Linked DNA regions of Drosophila melanogaster: region 2 is linked to region 1. Evidence: chromatin contacts called from public targeted proximity ligation data. All regions are on one chromosome and are shown on one strand. The core of a region is the stretch at or near the end of the contact, and the rest is flanking DNA. Distances in the headings are between cores, read along the strand shown. Region 1 overlaps pum (pumilio). Region 2 overlaps pum (pumilio).

Region 1 (6,980 bases), core at 2,234-4,733:
GATTAGCTTTCAGTTGAAGTGGTTTGCCTGCCTGGTATTCCCTATATACAGTTTATCTATATTTTATACTTTTAGTTTGGTTTTAGCTTACTGCTGTGTTTCTACATGAGTTTTACTACTTTATCCAGTTCATTCCAAATGTCGAGCTTCAAGAAACGACCGACTTGGGAGTTTATTTATATTGTATAGAAGTGTTTTTACCTCAACTAGAGAGTTCAATTACAAATCTATATATTTATATAAAGGTTTACATTTCTACACTTTGGAAAAATTCTACTAGTTGAAAATGGTATGGTATGGATTTTGCTGTTGTATTCGACTTTATTTAGGAGTTCGGGCATAGGGTTTTAGTATTCTTGCTTTTAAGTATGTATAATTTTTTTTAAAATGTACGGCCTGGTAAAAGTTTAGCTTGCCAAGGCTTATAAAAAAATATGTCTTGTTTACTTACTGGCTCATTTATAAAAGTCGACCATTTTTGGGTAATATCATATAGACAGCTAGCCTGCTCATATATAAAAAATGCGCCGTATAAAATGCCTCGAACTTGCGCTTTCATTTTTGGTTGTTGTGCCATTTTCTGCAGATTTGGAAGGGCTATAGAGGTTATGGTACGTGTATATTATTTATCTATATTTATTTTCAATGTAATGCTATTCTCGTTAATTGCATGCCGTATTAATATCAATTTTGATTTCAGTTTTGTAGTCATCGCAGCCTTCCATTGAAGCCAATCAGTTGAAACTATGTGTGGATGTGTGCATTTTGGTGTGAGGAAGAGACAATTAAATCGGTTCGAATTGAGAAATAAAACGTTTTCTTTTTGCTACATAATAAACTTGTTTTATTTTTTTCACAAAGAAATTAGCATTAATCGTATTTTGTATAATAATAATAAACATAAAAATCTAATGCATTGTTAAATCAAATGCTCGAATGCAATGCTGTCCAAATTGTAGTTATTTAACTTGTGCCAATCGCTCGCGGTTTACAAAACTAAAGGTCTCGCTCTGTGTTTGTATATTTGAATTTCTCCGTGTGTTCGAGTGTGTAACTACAAAATATTATCGTAATTAATTAATTACTGTTTATTTATATTTATATGTATGTATATGCTTTAATATATATTTATATTTATATATAATTTATAGTTTTACTTGACGCCAGCTCTAGCACATGTCATGCCTTTTAATTTCCGCCATCCTTCCTTCTTTCATTCTTTCCTTTCTTTTTACAACAAATTACAAAAGGTTTATTTATGTCCTTAGCTTAGTTTACAAGGTTCTGCTGTCGAAAAAATTTTACAAATTTTTGCTTCTGCGGTATGCTTTATATTTACTTGAAATCTTGGTTATCTATAGGGCTTTATCGTATTGGGCTTTATTTTGTTTTTACACTTTAGTTTGCGAAAATTTCAAACCAATAGCCGAAGGGTTTTCTGATTTCGCAAATTCAAAATGACCCACTTGTTTTTGCCTTTGGCATACAAAGAAATGCTTGCTTAATTCGCTTCTTTATACGATTACAAGTTTACAGGGAGTTTTTCGTACATTTTAAGTTTTATTGTTTACATTTGTGGTTGTTAAATATTGATCCTTTTTAAGTGGAATTCGCTTTAGATTTTTAGATTTCGACTTGTATACCCAAGTGTCTTACATGCGTGCAAAAAATTGTTACTGTAAAAACTGGGCGTGTGTAGAATACGCCAGCATACGTGTAAATTTCACTGTGCCACGGCACTTCCGCTACTCTACACATGTATTTTACATATACATTATTTTTCTTTTTTAAAAAACGTTTGCCTCACGTCAAGTTCAAAACTAAGTGTAGTACATAATTCTATATGCGTGTATATATGTTTAAATATTTATAGGGATTCGCTGGCTTACACTAACTACTACAGCTAAGCAGCTCGCTGTGTCCTTTGTGTCTGTGTGGGTGTGTAGATGTGTTGGTGTTCGTGTCGGTGTGAGTGTGGGTGTTCGGTGTATTTTACACGTCAAATGTACACGGCGTGTAGCAATGTGTTTAGCCTACAGAAAGCATCTCTACTTGCATTGTTCACTCCGTATCGAACTCGAGAATCCTAAATACAATGTTCATCTATGGATTATTTAAATTAAAATTATCAGTGCATTGCGCTCTAGAGACAGGCAGTTGACAAGTTAATAACTAAAAGTACCAAACAAATAATACCGAGCCCTGCTTGCGCTGTCGCTTGAAATGCGCTCACTTGTTCAGAGACAGGATAATACGGATGTTGCAATGTGGTCATGTTCAATGGGATGGATTAGGGGTAATGGTAAATAGTGAATGATTAATGGTTAATGGGATGGGTGTGTTGGGGGGAAATGTACAGAAAATTACAAATGTTCAATGACTGGTATCCTTTGCTTGTTATATACAAAATACGACAACGACAACGACGACGGTGACGACGACAACAACAACGACACGACAACGAATTTGTGTGTACAAAAATATGCATAATACACTTTACATTGATCTCCAAAAATTGTTTTACATTGGATTTTTGTGTGTTTCGACGAAACCGACAAAAAAGTCTAAATTCGATTTTCTTACCATCTCTCGTTTTCATTATTTTCAGTATTTTAGTATTTGGAATAAGGCGTCGCGAAGTAATCTAAATTTATATCAAAAATGTACAAAATTCTTGGTATTGTTACTTTTTACAATATTCGTTCGTATGTATACATATACAGTTTTTGTTTGCAATTTACAAGTGTTTCGATGACGTTTTAAAACAATTTTATACACTTACGTGAAGGAAGGGTTGGTTAATTATTTAGTATGCCGCACAGCGAATGCATTTCAAGCTTCGCAGGGAGCAACAAGCGCTTTCTGTCTAACATAACAAAGTTAACTCTCCACCTGATTTCGTTCAGTGTGCAGTTGCGAAAGCATAGTGTCGATTTAAATATACATATACATATATCATACATTAAGGTGGGCTAGCAAACATAAAAGGGTCTCGGAAAATTTTGAAAAAAATTGGTTTATTTTGATGGTTATTGTTTTAAAATCCAATTATTATCATTTTTGGCTTACTTGGCTAACAGGTTCTTTTAGCTGGCCACCAGCTGACCAATATCCATGCAGATCGTCGATCGGTGGTCACCAGCTAATGTGTATAAAATTATAAATACATGCGTGAGGTTTAGAATAGAATATGTATGAGTTACTTGCGACTTAAAAAAAATTTACAAAATAAAGTATGTATACATTTTACAGTGAAACATTTGAAAATTACATGGTTTACATGGTTTGTTGTTTGGGGTTTTTTTTTATACAAAATTTTTACATAGTGCAAAAGCAACGTGAATGGGCTGAAGAGTCGTTCATTGTGTGGGTGTATGCAACCGAGTGTGCGTGAGGGGGCGTGGGCGTGTCTCGTGTGTCTCTGTTTTCATTGTGTCTTTGTAGCTGCTGGCTCCAAAAACATTATTACTCTACATTCTACACTAAGTGCGGCTTCTGCTGTTATCCCTCGTATATATGTTTGTATATTAGAAATGGTTCCTCTGTCTGAACTTATAAATCGTAGGCTAATTCATGCAGCCCGCTCTTTTTACTTTCTTTTTTTTCAGCTCGCCGGCTCTTCAGTTGTCTTCTTATTAATTTACAGTCGAAACATTAATCATTTACAGATAGACTTGCTATATAATAATTAATTTATACAAAGTTACAACGAAAATGTACGCAGACAAATCTGTTTCATTGACATTTTACATTACATTCATTATTTTTTCTTGATCGCGATTTACTACGCATTTTTGTTTTCTTTCATCTTTGCGGTTCATGCCTTTTTTTTACAAATTAATTATGCGAGCGCATTTTACAAATATTTTGAAATCTTTTTTCATGAGAACGTTATTAGTTTTGTTCGTAAAAATACAAATTTCTTTTAGTTTTAGCTGTTAAGCTCTTTTGCTTTTTTGCTTGCCAGTGTGCTTCTTTGTTTGCTATTTGTTTCTCTAGATTGGCGCATGTGTGTTTTACTATCCTCTTTGCAAATCTTCGAGTGCAGCTCCATTTATCGCTGCTTTTCCAATAAATAAGATTACATTTATATGTACTTGTTGTTTATGTTAAGCTCTACAGCTTCTAAAAACTATACTGCGATTCGAGAAGGAAGTTTCCTTTGACTGCCTGGCTTAATTTGTTATTTCCTTTACAGCACAACGTTGCCGTTGGTCGGGGGTCCAATGGGACCCAAGCTGCTGTTGACAGCGCCTGACACCACCGAGGACGAGGACTCGGAGGCGTCCGGGGAGGAGGGCTCCACAACCATGGCGCTGCCGTTCTCCTGCACCGAACAAATGGTGGGTGAGGCCAGGCTGTTGGTAGTGCTGGTCGTGGTGGTGCTGCTGCCACTGGTGCAGGCGGTTACCGATGCCGAGGTGGCACCACTGCTGACTGCCGCCGCCGACGAGGCTGCCGGCACTCCTCCAGCTCCTGTGCCCACCGTAATGGGATTGGTTATCTTCATGTAGTACTTCTCCAACTTGGCATTGATGTGCTTGCCGTAGGTGTACTTGCGCAAGGCGGCCATGTGGGGCCGGATCTTGGTCATCAGCTTCTTGAGCTGCGTCGGCTCCGATACATCGATCATTTTTTGGACCACATAGTTGGCATACTGATCCTTCATCATCACGTGCAACGCGCTGCGGAGGGAAAATGAGTTTTGGTTAAGTTAAAGCTAAGAAGGATTCAATTTCCGTGCGGGCACTCACTTGTCGTTGAAGGTGCAGACCTCGTCTATGAGACCAGTGCGTTCTCCGCGAGTGGCATGGGTAACACATTTCTCCACAACGTTTGAGGCGAACTTGTGCTGTGATAGCACCAGAACTTTGCCGCGCACGCTGTTGATAAGAATCGACTTATCCTCCTGCTTGCCGTGTTCTATAAATCAAATATGAAGGTAAGATGATGTATCAGCTATAAGGAATACATGTTAAATTATCAAGTGATAGCTTACCAAGCACATGCTGAATAACATAGTTGCCATATTGGTCCTGAATCAACTGTTCGGTGTGCTCATGCAGTTCGTCCAAAATGGGCGTGGTCTGTTCGGCAGTGCAATGCTCAAGGATTCTCTGGATCACCCGGCATCCATACGGATGGGTGCTTAGCGAGTAAACCTGACCCTTGAAAGCATTGATGATGAACTGCAGCGCCACGGGGTCCACGCACTCAATGCACTTTTGCACCACATGATTGCCATTCTGATCCTTGACGCATTTCAGCACATGTCCGTCCAGTTCGTGGACGATTTCCTGCTGCTGCTCCGGCGAGATGCTCTCCAGAGCCTTCTGAATCACTCGGCAGCCATACATTTGCAGCGCCAGCTGCAGCACATGACCCTTGACCTGCATGCCCAGCGTGTTCTTCTGCTCGGGAGTGCCGAACTCAAAGAACTTCTGGATGACATAGTTGCCAAAGACATCGGTCATCAGGCTATAGGCTGCCGCCAGGATCTCGCTGAACACCATTTGCTTCTCGGCGGCGGTGGCCCGCTCCAACTTCTGTTGGATAAACCGCGAGCCGTGCTGATCCTGTGAGAACTCCACAATGTGGTTAGCGAGATCGCGTAGCTGAAGATTTGGATACCGCTGGTTGCGGAAATCTTCGAGAAGGCGAGATCTTCCTGGCTGTGGGGCACCTCCCACTCCGCCGGCTGCTGCTGCCACCGCCGCTGCTGCCGCTGCCGTGGCAGCCACCTGACGCGAGTTGGCGGCCGCTGCTGCTGCCGCTGCAGCTGCCACAGCTGCGGTACCCGGAATGGCCAGGGGATTCGAGAAGATCGAGCTGTTGGATCCGAACATATTGTTGGCAGCCGCGGCCACCGCTGCCTGAGCAGCTGCTGCAGTCGCCGGCAGACCAACGGCGGCCAGCTGCTGTTGTTGCTGCTGCCGCTGGCGGGACTCGGCTCCAGGTGCCCGACTGCCCAGGAGACAGGATTGCGCCGATGGCGGCGGCGTGATTGGTGCGCCCAGGGGACTGGCCGAAGCATTGCCCGCTCCCAGGGCTCCGTAGGCTCCACTGGCCGCTCCCGACATCGCTCCCGGCCACTTGCCACGCGCTGCGGCGGCTGCTGCGGCAGCTGCTGCTGCCTGGGCCACTGTGCTGTTCACCGCATTGGCGGCCGCTGCCACACCGCTGCTGGTGTAGTCCATGGTCGAGGGACTGAAGGCGGAGGTGCTGCGGTCGAAGGAGTCGCGGCGACCCGTCAACGAGCTCGTGTTCAAGGCGAGGCCTGCAAAAAGTGCAAAGAAAAAATGCATTAGTTAATGATAAGCTATTTGGAAAGGTATAGAGGAGAATGCACGATTTTATGGCAGGACTCAAAGTTGAAAGATAAAAGTAAGGTACATCAATGTGAACTTAATCATGTTAGTTGCATAGTTTAGCACCACCCAGTGCAGCAAATAGCATCACTCAACCGCCGCAGTGACAATCAATCGGCAAATGGAAAATCGAAACCCGGTTTCATCCATCCAGCTTACAGCCTTGGGCGGGATATAAACTCGAAGTGGTCCCAGATATAAAACTCTGACGCAACTGTGCCATTATCCTTTCCAGTCGGTCACCAATGTCGCTCCGTAATTAATCGAGAGAAGCGAGGAGGCGGCTTTGATGCGCCTGTAAAACTTAATTGCCCGCTTCGAGGCGCAGCTGTTGGCTTAGTTTTAGTCACTTAGCCATTTGGCATTTGCAGTGCAGACGATACACATCCCTCTCTCTCTCTCTCTTTCCATCCCACCCCCGCCCGCGGACATCTATCTCTGTAAGCCATAATGTACAGCATTAATGGTGCGCGCACATGAGGCAGCCTGCAATCTACGAGAATATGTAAAAGGATACAAGTGGGCGGCCACAGCGAGTGGATGTAGCTGGGCGAAAGACGGTGCCAACTTGATTGATGTCGTAATCTGTCACTCGCATTTGATTTGCCATCT
Region 2 (6,264 bases), core at 870-3,369, 140 kb after region 1:
GTCGGATTTCTGTTGGATAAAAGAAATGTTTAAATGCTAAATATTTAAACATATTTATTTAAGCATATTAGGCTATGAATACATTTACTTTGTTTAGAGTTCACTAAACGACGCATTCCCTCCAATTAACTCTGTTTGATCAACACATATGAGCTGAATGCATTAAATGTGTCTGGAGTGTGCTTATTGAAAACTTTACGCAAAACACAGGAAGCGCATTAAACTTTCACCTTTCTGGCGCCACAAGCAGCATCAGTTTTTCATCCGTAATGACATTCCAGCTACTTTGACCCGATCAGGATACAGTTTGATGCTTGTTGCTCCTTGCTGTTGCTCGACCGTTGTTGGCTTAACAACATTTTCTGACAGTGTGTTGGCTTTTTCACTTTGATGCAATTTTGCGCAGCACACTTTCAGGCAGCTCACTTAAAACACACACACACACAGGCCAACAAAGAGCTACGATAAAGTTTTCCCGCTTCGGTTTTCCCCCCACCTTTTTCTCCTTTGGGCCAGAAGAGAAGACAAAAGCGACACAAAAATGCCTGCAGGATGTGTGGAGCGAGCGATAAAAAGCGGAAGTGCAGATTGCCCCAGCCTCAACGACGACTAAAGTGTGGAAATGTCAATTTGCTTTGCGGCCAACAGTTGAAGGCCAAGGGGGAATCGGGCGGAATGAGCAGAGAGAGATCGAGGGAGGATATAGCATCGGTAACTGCAACAACGCATATTGATTTTCAATTTGGCAGCCAAGGGAGAAGGGCTGCCTGTTGGTTGTTTGCTAGATATAAAGCTGAAGTTAACAGAAAGAAATGACATTGACTGGGGCCGGAATACAGTCTGCACTCGCAGAGAGAGGAATATTAAATATGGAATATTAATGGGATTCCAAACGGTTAAAACGGTTCAGGAATTTTGGCATTGAGTCTAATCTCTATTGTTAGTAACTGAATAAAACTAAACATTTTATTATTAAATTTCCAAACCAAAAATTGGTCATTCGTTTTCCCTTATCGAGTGCCCACTGTAACCGCAGGAATGTGAGCGAGCCTAACCAAAGGCTGGTTTGACAGCCACTGGCACACAGAAGCACCAGCTTAAAAGCAATTTTGTGGCTAATAAATCCGATTTCCGTTTTGTTTCGAAATAAATTGCATGCAACGAGATGGGCACTGCGGAGGATGTCGGATGGTAAATCGAGAAATGGAGAGTGGTGCATTGGGACTCAGTTTTGTGCAAGGCTGGCGGAAATGGCTACCAGGGGACGCAACAGCCGCATCCGGCGGATGTGGAAAATTAGGCAGCCACTGTGACTCCAGCACACAGTTGACTTGCCTACTCCCATACCACCCACTCACATGACCCAAATTTTCGGTTGCGAACCCACAATGAAAATGTCACTCTGGGGACCATGGAAACAACAAACTGTTCGGTAGGATTTATTTCAACTCACCTGAACATCAAAATTTTGCTGCTGCAAGAGATTTCCGGGAGATTCCATGTGATTGGGTCCAGCTGCCTGGTGATTCAACATTGGTGACTGTAAAGTCGAATTTACAATTAGTTATTACACTTCTTAATTGAAATTAACTATTTAAAGTTCTAATTAAATTTATAAAATTTTGATCTTATCTATTAAACTTTTGTTCACTTAAACTTAACCATCCTACCTGTGCTGCCATTGGCATTCCGCCGCCAACGCCGTTCATCATCGGCGGTTGCAATTGACTCATCTGGGCGGCCATCTGCTGGTGGGCCGCATAAGCGCCGCCTGCCCCGCCTCCGCCGCTGCCACCGCCGACTCCGTTGCCAGATCCAACAACTCCGCCCAAGCCGCCTCCCATGCCTTGGCCATGATCCATGAGCATGTGATTGAAGGGCAGTGGAGGAAAGAGTAGATTGGGGGGACGTGGCTGGGACTCCTCTGCAGGTGATGGTTGACGTGAACCAGGAGTGCGACTAGAATAAAATGAAAGTTAAAAAATATAATAAATATTTGTTTTTAATTATTTAAGCTATAGATTTCACAGTTTAAAAGAAACAAAGGATCTTAACAGCATGTTATTTAACAGTGCAGTCTCAAACTGTAATAATATAATTTTGAACTGTGGAAAGTTTGTGAGTAACTGTATTCACCACTTAGCCGTGGCATAAACCTTTTTCTTATCACAGATTCTCAAACTGTTAAGTGTACTAAAAAGTATTTAGAACAGAAGGAATAAAGCAATTTATTTGAAATAAAAAATCTCAAACTTTAAATTATAAATTAAAACTAATCTAAGAATAGTGGAGCCTAATTTGCCGTCATAATATTACTACCAACTGCACAGTTTTGCAGCTATTGGCCAAACACCGGGTAAAACAAAAGACTTAAGCAGCAAACTTGTTTCCAAATGACTCGTGACGTCAGCACTCCAGCTGACCAGCGGTTCATAAATTAAACACAGCATCTGCATAAAATCAGCGAAACGAGCATCGTTTAACATGCAAATAAAATGGTCGAGCCAAACTTTAGATCAAACTGGAAATGTTTGCCACTGTATGTAGTATGGTGAGTCAGTCATGCTGATAAATTAATTAATGCATTTATCTCGGCACGGCAGCTTCCATTCATTCATCGCTCTTAACCCACTGCACCCAAGTCGATGACTCTGCAAGCACAGTGATTTTTACTACACTCTACTCTGCACATTGTTTTGCCTCTTTTCTTTCTAGCGTCAAATGCATGTGTGCTCGTATGTAATTTCCCAGCTATAATTTCATTGCCAGGTCATTCACACCGCATTATTAACAATACATGTGACTTCAGAGAAACAAGCTTGGGAGCAGAACAAAAGTTTAGCGCTCTCAGCCAAAGCAGCTGGGGAAACAAATATCCAAAGCGAAGGAATTAATTACTGTTAATCCAACTGTAATGCAAAGTGCATTGCTACTAAAAGCTTGTAATTTCTATAATTTCTAAGCAGCTTACGTCATACACTTTGAGATCTTTTTGACTACCTGTATTAGTCATATAGCTTAGCTACGTATATTTTAGAATTCTGTCGGTGATTACCAACCATCTGGCTGGTAAACAAACCCAGTCATGACGCCAGCCAAGCATAAAAGGATTATCTTCATTTTTATATAACTCTTCTCTTAATTTTGGCTAGCCACAAATCTAGTACTTTTTTGGGGTTCCAATTACAGTCCAGCTGAATTTATAACGAATTCAAAGCTTAGATTTCACACTCTCACTTTTCATCATTTTGTAGAGCGAGCGTCTAGTTTGACCGAGGTCAGGTATTCATTGGCAACTTTCCACTGGCCCCCGAATTCTAAGAGTCATGTCTGACCTAGCACAATGTAGTATGTTCATACAATCCCATTAGCTCCGCTGCTCCGCTTTCGGTGACCCAAAATTTTCACTTTTCAAGACAAAAGAAAGTGCGGCCACCAGTGGAGCGAGAGAGGGCAAAGAGGCGGGAAAACCAACAAAAAATGAGGCATCGGCAGCCAAAAAGGTCAGAGTGGTAAGCGGGAAAGGGCGCTGAAAGGGGAAGGGGCGTCGGTTGTAATGGGTTAGCAGTAGTCTGGGTCACCTGGCAGGTGGCAAAAGAAGAAGCAGCAATCAGTGTGTGTGTGTGTGTGTGTGTGTGCCAGTCAGGTGAGTCACTTGGCTGTCCACTTTTGCCTGCCTCGAATTATTTTTAGCAGCGCTTTTCGCCTTTCAATGTTTTCGCAACTTTAATTTCAAACAAAATGTACAATAACAAACAGAGCCATATAAAAAAGAAACCTCCAGCCGCAGTAGCAACAAAAAAAATAGTGGTAATACAAAAAACCAACTGAAACCCACGCTGTAATGCAATATCTAACGAAATCTAATCAAAATGTGTATAGCAAATACAACATAATATATAAAAAAAAAAACTTTACAATTCAATTTCATCAGCCCAATAATTCTATTGAATTATGTTTCTAACTACTGCTTACTTCCTTTTACTTAATTTATTTATACATTTATATTGTTTGTTTCAGACATGATCTAAAGTTCCTTGTAATCAGCGTTGCAATCTCATACAACTCAAACTGAAGCCGGAATGAGTATCGATTTCTTCGAGCTGATCTTGATGCAGGTGATTTTTATCGCTGCTTCTGTGGCTCTTCTGCTCGCTGGCTGGCTGCTGTTGTTGTTGCCACTTACATCATAACAGTTATTACGTTTGGCATTGAAACATGTTTGGGCCAACCGGCAATGAAATTGCAAAACAGCGTCAGTGGACAAAAAAAAAATAAAGAAACTGAGAAACCAGCCGGCTGCCACAGCGGAGAGTGAGATATAGATATAAGTGCGAGAGCGAGAGAGGGAGAGAAAACCGCAGACTGGTTTCTTTTTCTTTTGTTAGTCCTAAAAGCTAGTTGCTGGTCTCTCATGCATTTGTTTTCGGCTAAATGTTGTTTAAGTACTGCAGCTTGATAAGAGGAAGTGGCCCAGAAATTGCAATAATTGGAATTGTATATTTAAGTACGCTTTAAGAATAGACCTAGACCTTGATGAACGCAATAATAGTCGAATTCTAGATCAAATCTAGTTGCATCATAAAGCTTTATTCCAATTACTTGCTAACTTGCTTAACCAATACAAATTGTCTTTGAATTCAAGCTTAGGCACCGAGCAGCACTCCTCCTACAACTTTTGAGCATAACTCTTTCAACATAACTGCACAAATTCCAATTTAACTCACTCAAAGTGTCGTCGTATTTTCGTTGCGTCAACTGAAAAAGGCGTTAAACGCAGGTGGGCCGCCTCACGAGGAGAAAAAAGCTTTCCCCATTGCCATAAATAACAATTAAAACTTAATAATAAATAATGTAAATGGAAATGGAAATACGAAAACCGTGGGCAGACGCACAACAATCACTTTGCAGCTTTATGTCACACATGAATACGAAGATATGGCAATTGCAGGTGAAGTACAACGAAAAAATGTGGGTTAAGACCCGGCCGGTAAATATTTCAGGTAATTGATACGAATTTTGTGGGTCAACACTTTTCGATAATTTAATATTCAAGGTTTGACTCTTAACAATTAACAAGCAAGCCAATTATTAGCATATGCTCGCAAGTAATATATTACTAAATAATACGAAACTAAGGCAATTATTTCCTTAACTGACATCAATATGTAATTGCTAAGAGCTCTTAATTAAGTAATGTAATGCAAAACAGAAAGGAAATGGATTTCTTCATCTAATTACATATAATCGTAGGCCTTACAACTTAAAAATTGGTTATAGTTTTGAATAATGTTAATACCTCTATTGAATAACCTTCGTAAGGAAAAAAAAAAAAGAATGACTAGCCATGTCTATTATACACAGAACCAGTCATAATTTCCTCAACCGTTTGCCAGTCACGATGAAAACTGGAAAACTCCACTTCTTGTCTTGGCTAACAACACACTACACACTGTGGATCGAGTGAAAGTCTATGCAAAAATGAAAGAACCCAACCTTGAACTGGAAAAATTTCAGTTTCAGTAATCATAACTTGAAAAAATTCTGCGGTCAAGAGAAGAGAGGCGAGAAGAACATAGCGAGAAAACCAGTTTTGTCCAACCAATCTAGAGTTTAGAGCGGTCTAGTCTGGGGTCTTTAGTCGGAGTCTGGACCGAGTTGAAAGTTGTCTACTACTCACTTGAAGCCCTTGTCATCGTCAATGCCGTTGACAACACCATTTGAGTTTGTGACCTGATCGTCTTTCTTCAAACCGTTTGTGTCAAACGGAGAGTTTGCTTTCTCCTTATCGTCGCGTGACTGTAATTGAAAACAAGGTATTGTTATTATTAATATCGATTCTATTTGATTTTCTATCTATTCTATTTCTATTTTCATCGTTTAAGACCTTACCTTATCGTTGTCGTCAAACTTTAGATTCCGCAAATGCGGTTCCAATCCGGAAAGCGAGCTATCTTTGTTGGTGGGCGAGCCACTGAAAACATATTCAACCACTTTGGCGCAAGTCGAATCGCGGGGACTGCAAGAGAAATAGCACCATTAGATAGTTATATAAAATTCAAACTAATGGATAGTTGACTGCAGTAGTTCAAACATTTATTAATGACTTAATTAAATGGTTGGAAAAGTTTCGGCGCTTGAAATTTACAAGCGTATTTTGCAACTTCCTTATCTGCACTTCACGCTCCATTGAATCCATTTGTTAATTTTCTCACCTCAGTATGCCCGCATTGCCGCTGTTTGAAGTATCGGAGGCGCCTCCAT

The links.
Region 2: a targeted proximity ligation map of the Kc167 cell line shows a contact between it and region 1, with 7 times the contacts expected there. A contact is called at or near these places in 12 of 107 Hi-C or Micro-C datasets (the Clone 8 cell line, the Kc167 cell line, the OSC cell line and 6 more) and 2 of 7 datasets of targeted methods (both in the Kc167 cell line).

Annotation. Positions count from the first base shown.
Region 1 is chr3R:9,066,753-9,073,732 of dm6, forward strand. pum (pumilio) reads right to left here. Exons shown (of 13, transcript NM_001275474.1): 11 at 5,000-6,277; 12 at 4,755-4,923; 13 at 1-4,685. The coding sequence ends at 4,193. Among named protein-coding and RNA genes, the nearest start is that of Ada, 5.1 kb to the left of the region's middle.
Region 2 is chr3R:9,212,307-9,218,570 of dm6, forward strand. It overlaps pum (pumilio), which reads right to left. Exons shown (of 13, transcript NM_001275474.1): 4 at 6,216-6,264; 5 at 5,893-6,019; 6 at 5,681-5,799; 7 at 1,671-1,959; 8 at 1,454-1,540. Among named protein-coding and RNA genes, the nearest start is that of lncRNA:CR45196, 13 kb to the right of the region's middle.